Regions from separate parts of the Siniperca chuatsi genome. Here region 1 is linked to region 2. Evidence: chromatin contacts called from public Hi-C data. All regions are on one chromosome and are shown on one strand. The core of a region is the stretch at or near the end of the contact, and the rest is flanking DNA. Distances in the headings are between cores, read along the strand shown. Region 1 holds the start of LOC122876603 (CD82 antigen-like). Region 2 holds the start of LOC122879039 (G2/mitotic-specific cyclin-B2-like).

Region 1 (5,580 bases), core at 68-2,567, 450 kb after region 2:
ATTAACATCATCATTAGTTGTAGCTTCACCAGCCTGACAGTCCTGCAGTCCACTTTTCATTTGCTCGTTTGGACGTTTCTGTGAAGCGGCTCTTTAACGTTGAAGTTTAGGGAGTTTTAGTGTCTCGTGACGGTTTGAATCAGAGCAGCAGCCAGAAGCATTTCTGCAAACCATGTTTACTTTTCACGCTGTCCTCTAATCTGGTCAAATGTGGGCTCGTTTTACCTCTTCGGGCCTCTGAAATTAAAATAAAAAAAAAAGACAAATACTACACTGTGCCACAACCAGGGGACACAAGCAGCCAGCGAGGAGGCGTCTCGAGCGGACACGGTTTTGTTTTAAGGGGTCAGAGCACAAAAAGGTTGGCAGCCTCTGGTCTGAATGCTGTTTCGCCCACATGGGAGTAAAACTCCTGACTCCTTTAAACTTTCAGGACGTGAAAACGGTGAAAAGCTGGCTTAAAATACTGGACACTGAGTGGATCAGCTGTGTCTGATATCTTATCAAACAAACTGTGCGCATCTACAAAGTCCAGTTTTGGGGCAAAGTCCGCCAGAGATGATCAACTTTACTATCATTTTCTCTTTGCAGCTGTTTGTGTCTCGCAAAGCTTTAAATAAAGTTAGTCAAGTTCTGACAAACTTTGGAGTTAATCACATTTTGTTTTGTTTTAGCCTCTAAAAAGGACAAAAGGTACCTGAGTGAGGTGTAAAAGGTGAGTGTTTGAGTCAAAGTGGTCTGATGGTGAAGCTCTCCGTTGTGTCAAATACATAAATCATCCTCTCGCGCGCCACATCATCAGTCCCGCTCACTTCACGAAATTCAGAAAGCAGCGTCCAAAACGTGGCCCTTCTACACAAAGTATCGATCAATCGATGATTGATACGAAACCCGATCGCCCGCGCAGCCACACACACGCCTCGTGCTCTCACACACACACACACACACACACACACACACACACAAAACAGAAAAGAAAAGCTTGGAGTTAAGAGAAGCAGCAGTTTCCGTTTCCAGACAGGTCTACTCACGTGTTTTTAGCGTTTGAACCGCGGAGAGAGGTGCTGTCGGAGCGGTGCGGGTCCCGTGCGGGTCCTGTGCGGGTCCTGAGCGCGCTGTGAGCGGACTGGGAGCGGACTGAGTGACCTCCTGCTCGACGGGACCAACAAAGCAGCAGCAGCGAGTCTGCAAAGCGAGTCTGCAGAGCAGTCCTCCGGTCCCCACCGTGTGGCAGATATGGGAATTAACGAGCCTTTAACCCCTAAATCCCCGCAGAGCCCGCAGAGCCCGCACCTCCACCCGCAGCAGCAGCACGCCCGTTCTGCACAATCTGAGGTGCTTTGAGGTACTTCAGAGGGAAATGTACCTTTTTACTTCACTGCATTTATCTGATAACTTCAGTTACTTTACAAATTAAGATTTTTAAATAAAAAAAAAACACAAAATGTGATGTTTTATACAAGTGCAGCAGAAAGGATTAGTCGACTAATCAATTAGTTTGATTGACAGCAAATTAATTGGCAACTATTTTGATAATCATTTGAGAGATTTGCTGCTTTTCCTTTTTAATTTTTTTTTTTTTATAATTTAAATGTCACTTTGGGCTCTGGGTCGTTTCTCACCGTTTTCACAAGTTTTACAAACCGAACGATCGATCGATCGATGGAGAAAATAATCAGCAGATGGATCCAGAATGAAAATATTCATCAGCTGCAGCAGCAACATCCTGCTTTACATTAATGCACGAGGAATAATAACCTGATGACAGAATATATAACAGCACAGCAGCCACAGGGACGCTGCACTGCTTTAATACTTTAAGTACGTTTTCCTGATTATACTCACAGACTTTTTCTTGTGGATTTTCACAGTGTGTATTAGTACTTTTACTTAAAGTAAAGGATCTGAATACTTCCTCTGTTCTGCAACAACGAACGTGTGTAGAGGGGATGCAGTTAACCCACCGAAGAGTATTATTATTATTATTATTATTATTATTATTAGGCCAAATTATTTTATGGACTGGCCTGCCTTTTTTATCAGATACATTAATGACAAGAACCACCGTATAAATTATCAGAAATCACAACACACAACGCCAAAACTGCCATAAGGATATATATTTAGCTTGTTAGCATACTGACGTTAGCGTTTAGCTCAAAGCTAATGTACAGAGTCAGTATGGCTGCAGACTGTACCGTGTGAAATGTTACATATAAAGTAATTATACATGTTACACACTGCTGTCAAGTACAGCTCAAACTATATTTTCAGACATTCATGTTCCCCTCAGGATGAACTGTGTCCGACACGTTGGTTTATGACCAAATACCTGAAAAAACTAATCGGCCTCAGGTGTGTTTGGTGCTAATTAGCTAATGTTAGCATGCTAACATGCTAAACTAAGATGGTGAACATTACACCAGCTAAATATCAGCATGTTAGCATGTAGCTCACTGCGCCGCTGTGTACAGCCTCGCACACGGCTGCAGACTCTTTGCCTGGTCAGTCTTTTTAATTTATTTAAGTTAACTGCTAAATTATATCGTCTGTAAATGTTATTTAATTGTTAAGTTTTAAGTCTGAATGATGATGCGAGGCCCTCTCCACACTTATTTAGGCGGGGGAAATAATCCCTTATTTATTTATTGGTCTAAAAGTAGTCAAATTTAAATATAGCCTACTAAATAAAATAAAATAAAAAATACTGGAATAAGCCAATAAAATAGTTTAACAGTAGACTGTAAGCTCGCCGCAGGTCGCTAAAAGTCTTTGCAGAAAGAAATAAAGGCATGGCCTCAGTCTTGGTAGCTGTGGTAATGTTCCTGCTCCAGTGCTCAGCACCATTCAGTCTGTGTGGAGGAGGAGGAGGAGGAGGAGGGTGATGAAGTCAGGCTGAAGAGTACAATGCTCCTCCACACACCACAGCACATACAGTCAGTTCAGCCTGTGAGGGAACGTGAGCCTATAATAAATGGCGTTATTCTGCGGCCTGCACTGTGGCGAGCGCACGGACTCGTAACGCTGCAGGCGCCCAACAAAGCGAAGGGCCGAAGACACTCAGTGGATCGCTGGACTTCACAGGGTTTTATAACAGATGAGTGACGCTCGGGATTAATGGCGCTGTGTGAGCTGGTTGACCTCTGACCTCACAGCCGGGGTTTCTTCTCGCATCACGGTGGCCTGATTTCTTTTTTTTTCTACGAACCCACAAACAGAAACGTCACGTTATGTTCGCGGTCACGGTTAGAAGAACTACAGTAGTAGTAGTAGTTAGAAACTACTATTTCTAACTAGTTAGAAATACTGCACGCCATCTTGGACAGCGTCTCCCACCCGCTCCATGACGTGCTGGTCAAACTAAGGAGCACCGTCAGCGGGAGACTCATCCCCCCACAATGCACCACAGAGCGCCACAGGAAGTCATTAAACTCTTTAACTCCTCCCTCTAAGTGTCAGTCTGTGTGACCCAAAGTCACTAAACTGGACATTGATCATTACATCTCCGCCATAATTGAATAACTGTGCAAGTTCGCTGATCTTAACAGGTGTTGGGGAGTAACTACAGCGTATGTGACGTTGGATGAAGCCTCGAGAGGGAGCTGCGTGAAGCCTGATAAACGTCCTCAGGTGATGTCACTTGAGTCGGCGTCGGGTCGGGGCTGAAGACTACGAGTTTGAAGATGAAACAAATCTGTTGGCGTGGAGTTAGAAAGACGTGAGCTGTCTGAGATCAAGGTGTGTTGTGGGTAATGTAGGCACCAGGTTTTGACAGTGAAGAAGAATGTGTGGAATAAAAAAAAGACGATATATATATATAAAAAGTCATTAATTCAAAATCCTGGTATACATAAGTAAATAAAGATGTATTATCACCAAAATTTACTTAAAGTATCAAAAGTAAAAGTACTCATTCTGCTGTACAATGATTAGTTTCTTAATACTGATTCAGCATTTTACTGTTGTAGCAGCTCGAAGTGGAGCTAGTTTTAACCACTTTATATACAGTTAGCTAGTTTTAACTACTTTATATACAGTTAGCTAGTTTTAACCGCTTTATATACAGTTAGCTAGTTGTAACCGCTTTATATACAGTTAGCTAGTTTTAACTGCTTTTATATACAGTTAGCTAGTTTTAACCGCTTTATATAGTTAGCTAGTTTTAACTACTTTATATACAGTTAGCTAGTTTTAACCGCTTTATATACAGTTAGCTAGTTGTAACCGCTTTATATACAGTTAGCTAGTTTTAACTACTTTTATATACAGTTAGCTAGTTGTAACCGCTTTATATACAGTTAGCTAGTTTTAACCGCTTTATATACAGTTAGCTAGTTTTAACCGCTTTATATACAGTTAGCTAGTTGTAACCGCTTTATATACAGTTAGCTAGTTTTAACCGCTTTATATACAGTTAGCTAGTTTTAACTACTTTATATACAGTTAGCTAGTTTTAACCGCTTTATATACAGTTAGCTAGTTGTAACCGCTTTATATACAGTTAGCTAGTTTTAACTACTTTTATATACAGTTAGCTAGTTTTAACCGCTTTATATACAGTTAGCTAGTTTTAGATTAGATAAGATTCAACTTTGTCATTACACATGTACGAGTACAAGGCAACGAAATGCAGTTCAGGTCGAACCAGAAGTGCAATAAGCAAGTGCAGGATATAAAGTGTGTGCATAAATGCAGGATAGAGCAGTGTTATGAAACTATTTTACAAGTGGTACTATGGACATTATATACAGATGGCATTTATATAAACAGAAGTATATTGATGTTTTCATTTTGGATCATTTTGTCAGTCCTGTAACAATAAAATCAAATGACTATATTTTCTGTATTGTACAAACAAAGTAAATATTGCAATTGTACATTGAAATGTAATACAGTCCACAGACAGATGGTTTTATAATGTAGGAATTTCAACAAAGTACTTAATGTAGATGAATATGTTACTAGGATTTGAACTGACTAAAATACAGAAAAGAAAATTAGACAACACCAAATGTCATGTTTAGGATTCATAAGAGCAGCAACAACTTTGATAAAATAACTGCAGCTTTTAGAAATTGTAGAATTTCAAGATATAATTTTCAGGTTTTGTAAGTCAGTTATCATCCTCACAGTTAAAACGTCTGTTTGCTGCAGATTAACTGAAACTAAACACCACCTCTGATCTGACGCCTGCCAACACAGCAGCGGCAGAAGTATTTAGGTGCTGTACTTAAAAAGTAGTTGTACCTCAGTGTAAAAATACTGTTACAAGTAGAAGTCCTGCATTCAAAAATAGTACTTAAGTATTTAGGATGTACTTACATTAATTATGAAGAGTGGACGCAGTCAGTGTTATCTTACTATATTTTGTTTGCTTATTACGAATGCAATTACATGTAAATAGCATCGAGGTCGAGCAAACACTACTTATACTATTTGGTAGTTTAATCAGTAGAAAATTTATTAAAAAAAAGTTAACATTTGTAAAATCTTAAGATCCTGCACACCTGTAGTCGCTCACGTTGCCTCATTAGTGCTCCTTCACATTTGTCTTGTATCTCTGGGGCAATTTACCCACTT
Region 2 (5,482 bases), core at 570-3,069:
TTTTCAGTGGTGGATTAATACGTATTTGGTGCTGTAGTGAGTCAATGGAGCTCTATTGCGCAGAGGAATAAGATAAATCAGACAACTCTTGTTTGTAGCATCAATTCATTGTTGGTTTTGATCTTTTCATGGGATTTGTTGACAATAATAAAAATATAGAATAATTCCAGAGTTATGATTTAAATCTGGGCTGCTGTTTTCTCATCATATTGGAAAATATAACTGCTTAAACCCTCTGTTGGTGTGAACTCTCATGGCTTGAGTGGAACCACATGAAGAGGAGCTTTTTATTATTCAACCGTCCATCAGGGTCGTATTTTTGTACTGTTTTATGTATTGCAATTTCATGGTTATGTGAAGGCATAGCTGCAGTAACGCTTTCAGAAGATGCTCAAATAAAGACCTGCTGATTTCCTGTCAAGAAATAAAATTGGTCGTCTTTGTGAACTCTTGAGACTTCAGGGATGTTTACTCTTATCCTAAACCCTCTATTGGCAAGATAATGTCATTATTGCACTGGCTGAAATAACATATTGTTTTCCTTTTTTTTTTTTTAAAGGAGCACCAGCCAATATAAATGGATGAATAGGTGTTTATTACTCAAATGTAAGAGATACAGAATGAGACTTCAAATTGGACTACAAATGGTCTTATTTTGAAATTCTGTACAGCTGTTGTCCAGATAGATTTATACTGATGCAGCCATTTAGTGATTTTACGGCACAATCTCAATAAAAGCTTAAACAGGAGGACGAATGATGTATTTTTTAATGGCCTGTGTTCCCCTCTAAGTTGATAGGAAACAGTGAGCTGTGGGTTTAGGGCCTGGTTAATGGAAAACGTTCGTGCAGGTCTGATATTTCTTAAAAGCCACAGCACAGCTTGTTCTGGATGTTGGCAGCTAGTTTTGAAGTGGCTTACTAAGACTGTGAATAAAATATTAGGCCATCAGTTTGACCAGACGTAAATGGACAATACAATTTATATGTGAGAGGTTTATTTATTCCAAACACGGTTGTGTGTTTTTTCAGTCGTACCACAGAAATGCAGTTCAGTGGTCTTTGGTACAGTATGCAGTACAGATGTGGTGTTTTCCTCGTTTCAGAGCTGATGGACCCAGAAGACACAGAAGCAACTTTCCTCTGTAACTTAAAAACCGCAGGAGTTGGCCGGTTATAAACTTATTTATTTAATCCTCTTTGTCCTGTGAGACATAATGAGCTCCATAATAATAATAATAATAATAATAATAATTATGGTTATAAAACATTCTAATAATTGCACAATAAAACAGGAATTAATAAAAGAATGAATTAACCCATCAATAAATTGATTAGGTATTTAGGTAGTTGGCATTTAAATGGGAAATAAAAGCAGAATTATAAAAAGAATGTACAGTAATATAAATGAGTACAGTTTTAAAAAGATCTGGGATCATCTACATTTTACTTTAAATATTTTTCTTCCTTATTTAATGGCCATTTAGCACAAACAAGCAATTACTTTGTGCTGAAGTCGTTAATAGAGATCAATATCACCGATCATACAGCCCACGTGCTGTAAGCATCATGACCTGGGTATCGGGATCAATCATAGACTGTATAAAAGAATCAATGAAAACATTATAAAATACATCGTGGCTAGTATTTAATTCATAATAATTTAACATTATTATTATCATCATTATTCTTGTGATTATTATGATTCGATTTTTAAAGCCCGTAAATCGTACCTTTGACTTCCGGCTGTCGGCCAATCAGGAGCGTCTTACTAAAGCTGCAACCAATCAGATTTGTCGGAGCGCTATTTGAAAGCTGCTCGTCTCCGTGTTGTTTACCTGCAGAAGTCGGTGTGCACGGGTCTTGTCGGTAAACTGCGCTGCTTGGTGCTAAAATAAATCGTCGTTTCTTTTTTTAAGTCCCAGTTTGGCCTCGTTGCTGCCGACGTTAAACATGTTGTCTGTGGAAGTTCGTGCTGTGGTGAGTAAACAGAAATTATTTCGCTGTTTTACTGCGTTTAGCTGTTAGCTTCGCTAGCTAGCATCGTTAGCTAACACTACCGTCTGCTGCCTGCTCGGCTTTTTGTTCGCATGTGCTTCTTTTATAATGTAACTTTACGCCGGGCAGCGTTTCCTAAGCTTCTCCAGAGTGTCTGAGCCGTGTGTCCTTCTGCTTCAGCAGCTCCCAGCCGCAGAGAACCCGCTGAAGGTGGGTAAACCCGCGGCTGCAGGTCTGAGGAGAGCCGCTCTCGGAGAGATTACCAACTTTCCTCCAGCAGCAGGCAACACAAAGGTAACTCTACTATGGAGCAACAACAGTTTGTTGTCTCACTTGTAATCAGCGCTGTGAGCCTCAAGAACCCGAGACAAGCTACACTACATGGCCAAAAGTATATGGACAGCCTTGTCCACAAAGCCAGACCTGTGATGTTCAACAATCACATGTTTGACAGTTCATCAGGCCATGTAGTGCACAAAGACTGCTGCAGTTGGACTAAAGTAACTTATAAAGTTAAACACGTTGCATTATCTTTCAAAACTCAATAAACCTCAGTTTATGAATAAAACTGCATTTGACTTATTTCCTCAGAGGCTGGGACGAGCCAAAGCATCAGCCAAGCCACTGTGTGCCCAAAAAGCTAAACCCGCTGAGGGCCAGGTGGTGCATCCAGTAGTCCAGGTCCAAGCACCCGCAGATCGCCTCCCCCCAGTTTCAGAGGAGTCGGCTGACGTGTCCATGAAGGAGGAGGAGGAGCTGTGCCAGGCTTTCTCTGAGGCGCTGCTCACGGTGCAGGACGTCGACGAGGAGGACGCAGACCTGCCGCAGCTCTGCTCACAATATGTCAAAGATATCTATAATTATCTACACGTCCTGGAGGTAATCTACTCCCTCCGTCAGCCAAACTCTCTGCGCTCACCCTGCATCGCTTTGTATCCATCACTGTCTGTTTCCACAGGTGCAGCAGGCCGTACGAGCCAACTACATGCAGGGTTATGAAATCACTGAACGCATGCGAGCTCTTCTGATCGACTGGCTGGTCCAGGTTCACTCCAGGTTCCAGCTGCTGCAGGAGACTCTGTACCTCACAGTTGCCATCCTGGATCGTTTTCTCCAGGTAAGAAACCTCTAAATATTCTCTCTTTGTGTGTTTTTGTGAACGGAGTTTAAACGTCTCCCGCTGTGCTGCAGGTCCAGCCGGTCTCTCGCAGAAAGCTGCAGCTCGTTGGTGTGACTGCCATGCTGGTGGCCTGTAAATACGAGGAGATGTACGCTCCAGAGGTCGGAGACTTCGCCTACATCACAGACAACGCATTTACCAAGTCTCAGATCCTGGAGATGGAGCAGGTGGTTTTGAGGAGCCTCAATTTTCAGCTGGGACGTCCTCTTCCATTACACTTCCTCAGACGGGCTTCCAAGGTGGCTAATGTGAGTTTTTGTATGGATTTGCTGTAGGGATGTAACTTATTCCTGTTGAGACTTGTATTTATCAAGCTTATATTAACCAAAAGTGTAAAAATCTGTTCATCAGTTTTAGCACAAACTGCAATAAGCACCTGTTGCATCCATCAGAGCGGCAACAAAGATTGTGCTCAAATGTTCAGATGAGAACTTTTCCCACTTTTGTGCAAAAGAGTCGCTCTTACCCGTTCAACTTTTATTTAAATCTCGAGGAATCGTTCAGGGCGTGCCGTCATTTTAAACGATGAGAATACACGAGATAATTACAGAAAAAACAGAATTACTGAAAAAAACGGACAGCAACAGAATAGTTTGCACTAAACTGTAATTGTGTTTAGAGTAGTTTGTAATCATGGTTTTAACTTGACCTGTACAAAAGTGAGTGTAAAGTGTAGAGCACAAAAACTAAAAGCAGTTTTCCCAAATGTAGCTTTTGCACATGGAGCATCAACAATCACTAGATGGCGTCAAATGACTGTGGGACCAGTTTAATAAGGAAGTAATATATAATGGCAAGTTGCCATTAAGGGCTTTATAAATAAATAGAAACAGTGTCTGTCGCGTCTGTTAGATGTCAACACAACCTTTTCATACAAGATGCAATGAGTAGAGTAACTGTCACCAGTAATAAACTGAATCTAGCGGTTTAAGAGTGGAGGCAGAGGCGTGTCGATAGATAACATCACCATAGTTGAAGACGGCTCAGTGTCAATGTGAAATTTAAATGTAACATTTTGATCCAGTCAGATCCCAAGATAGTTGTACCCTGAAACCCTGCATAGTATCTGCAAAACAATACAGAACTTTATCATTTGCATAAAGATGGGCATTACAGTTTGTTATGGCGGATGTAATATTGAGAGAAATTGTGAACAAAACAGGACCCAAACTTGAACCCTGTGGAACCCCATGTGACTGTGGTAGAAATACAGAACTATCACTTCCCAAAATCAACATATACGTCTTCATATTTTGTATTAACAAATACAAATGTTCTTAAAAGTCAGATCAGCAGTCCACATTTGTAGGTAACACGCACTGTAACCAAGATGATGGGTTGGAGTACAGTGCAATAAAACAGGTAGTTTGTGCAGAAATGTTTTGTCTCTTGCAATTTATTAAATAACAGCAATTTTGCGTGACATCGTTATTTAATTTACTTAGACTTTAACGCTTAATTTGCCAGGACTGCAGACTAATGCGTACAGAGACTATCAGACCGGTGTTTTGCTAAAATGACTACTGGCAAGACTTTGTAAAATGTTCTCAGCAGGCTGGATGTTTCTGTCTCAGTCTGATGTAGAGAGACACACGCTGGCCAAGTACCTGATGGAGTTGACCCTCATCGACTACGACATGGTGCACTACCGCCCTCCGAGATCGCCGCTGCTTCCCTGTGTCTCTCCCAGCTGCTGCTTGACGGGCTGCCGTGGGTGAGTCTGGGGAAACAAGCGACTGGTCTGATGGGTGCAATTTGCGTCTCTGCCGCTTTTTAGCAAAGTTGTTGAATTGGTTTGTCTTGTCTCAGTCGGCTACGCAGCAGCACTACTCGACTTATGACGAGGCTCACCTGAAGCCAATCATGCAGCACATCGCCAAAAATGTTGTGACGGTAAATGACGGGAAAACCAAGTTCCAGGTGAGTTGGCTGACGAAGCGCAAGAACTTACGGTTTTGTGTCGAGCACAAATTAAACTTGGGTAACTTGTTCCTCTGCAGGCTGTCAAGAACAAGTACTCGAGCAGCAAGCTGATGAAGATTTGCCTCATCCCTCAGCTGAAGTCATCGATCGTCAAGAACATGGCAGCTGCTCTACTCAACAAACCTTGAGGCGGAACTTCTAGGTTTCATCAGGACATTTCACTTGCACTTTATTTTAGATTGATTACTGTGGAGAAACTTAATTAACTTTTTTTTTTTAATAAAATGGTTTTTATAAGCTTTTGATCCAAGCTTTGTGTTTTGTTCAGACTTTTGGCTGCTAGTTTTTGCTTTTGACAGTGTTACCAAAAATCTTCGTGGTG

What was found. Hi-C and Micro-C count contacts between places; a contact is called where the count stands out from the background.
Region 1: a Hi-C map of liver shows a contact between it and region 2, with 10 times the contacts expected there. The contact joins the promoter of LOC122876603 here to the promoter of LOC122879039 in region 2. A contact is called at or near these places in 3 of 3 Hi-C or Micro-C datasets (liver, skeletal muscle and an unstated tissue).

The regions. Positions count from the first base shown.
Region 1 is chrLG1:3,361,320-3,366,899 of ASM2008510v1, forward strand. LOC122876603 (CD82 antigen-like) reads right to left here and starts at 1,318. Exons shown (of 10, transcript XM_044197174.1): 1 at 1,032-1,318.
Region 2 is chrLG1:2,913,525-2,919,006 of ASM2008510v1, forward strand. It overlaps LOC122879039 (G2/mitotic-specific cyclin-B2-like), which reads left to right and starts at 1,820. Exons shown (of 9, transcript XM_044202685.1): 1 at 1,820-1,979; 2 at 2,178-2,291; 3 at 2,589-2,876; 4 at 2,956-3,114; 5 at 3,189-3,425; 6 at 4,752-4,824; 7 at 4,827-4,891; 8 at 4,987-5,097; 9 at 5,178-5,405. The coding sequence starts at 1,953. The coding sequence ends at 5,288. cars1 (cysteine--tRNA ligase, cytoplasmic) reads left to right here. Exons shown (of 22, transcript XM_044202607.1): 22 at 1-447.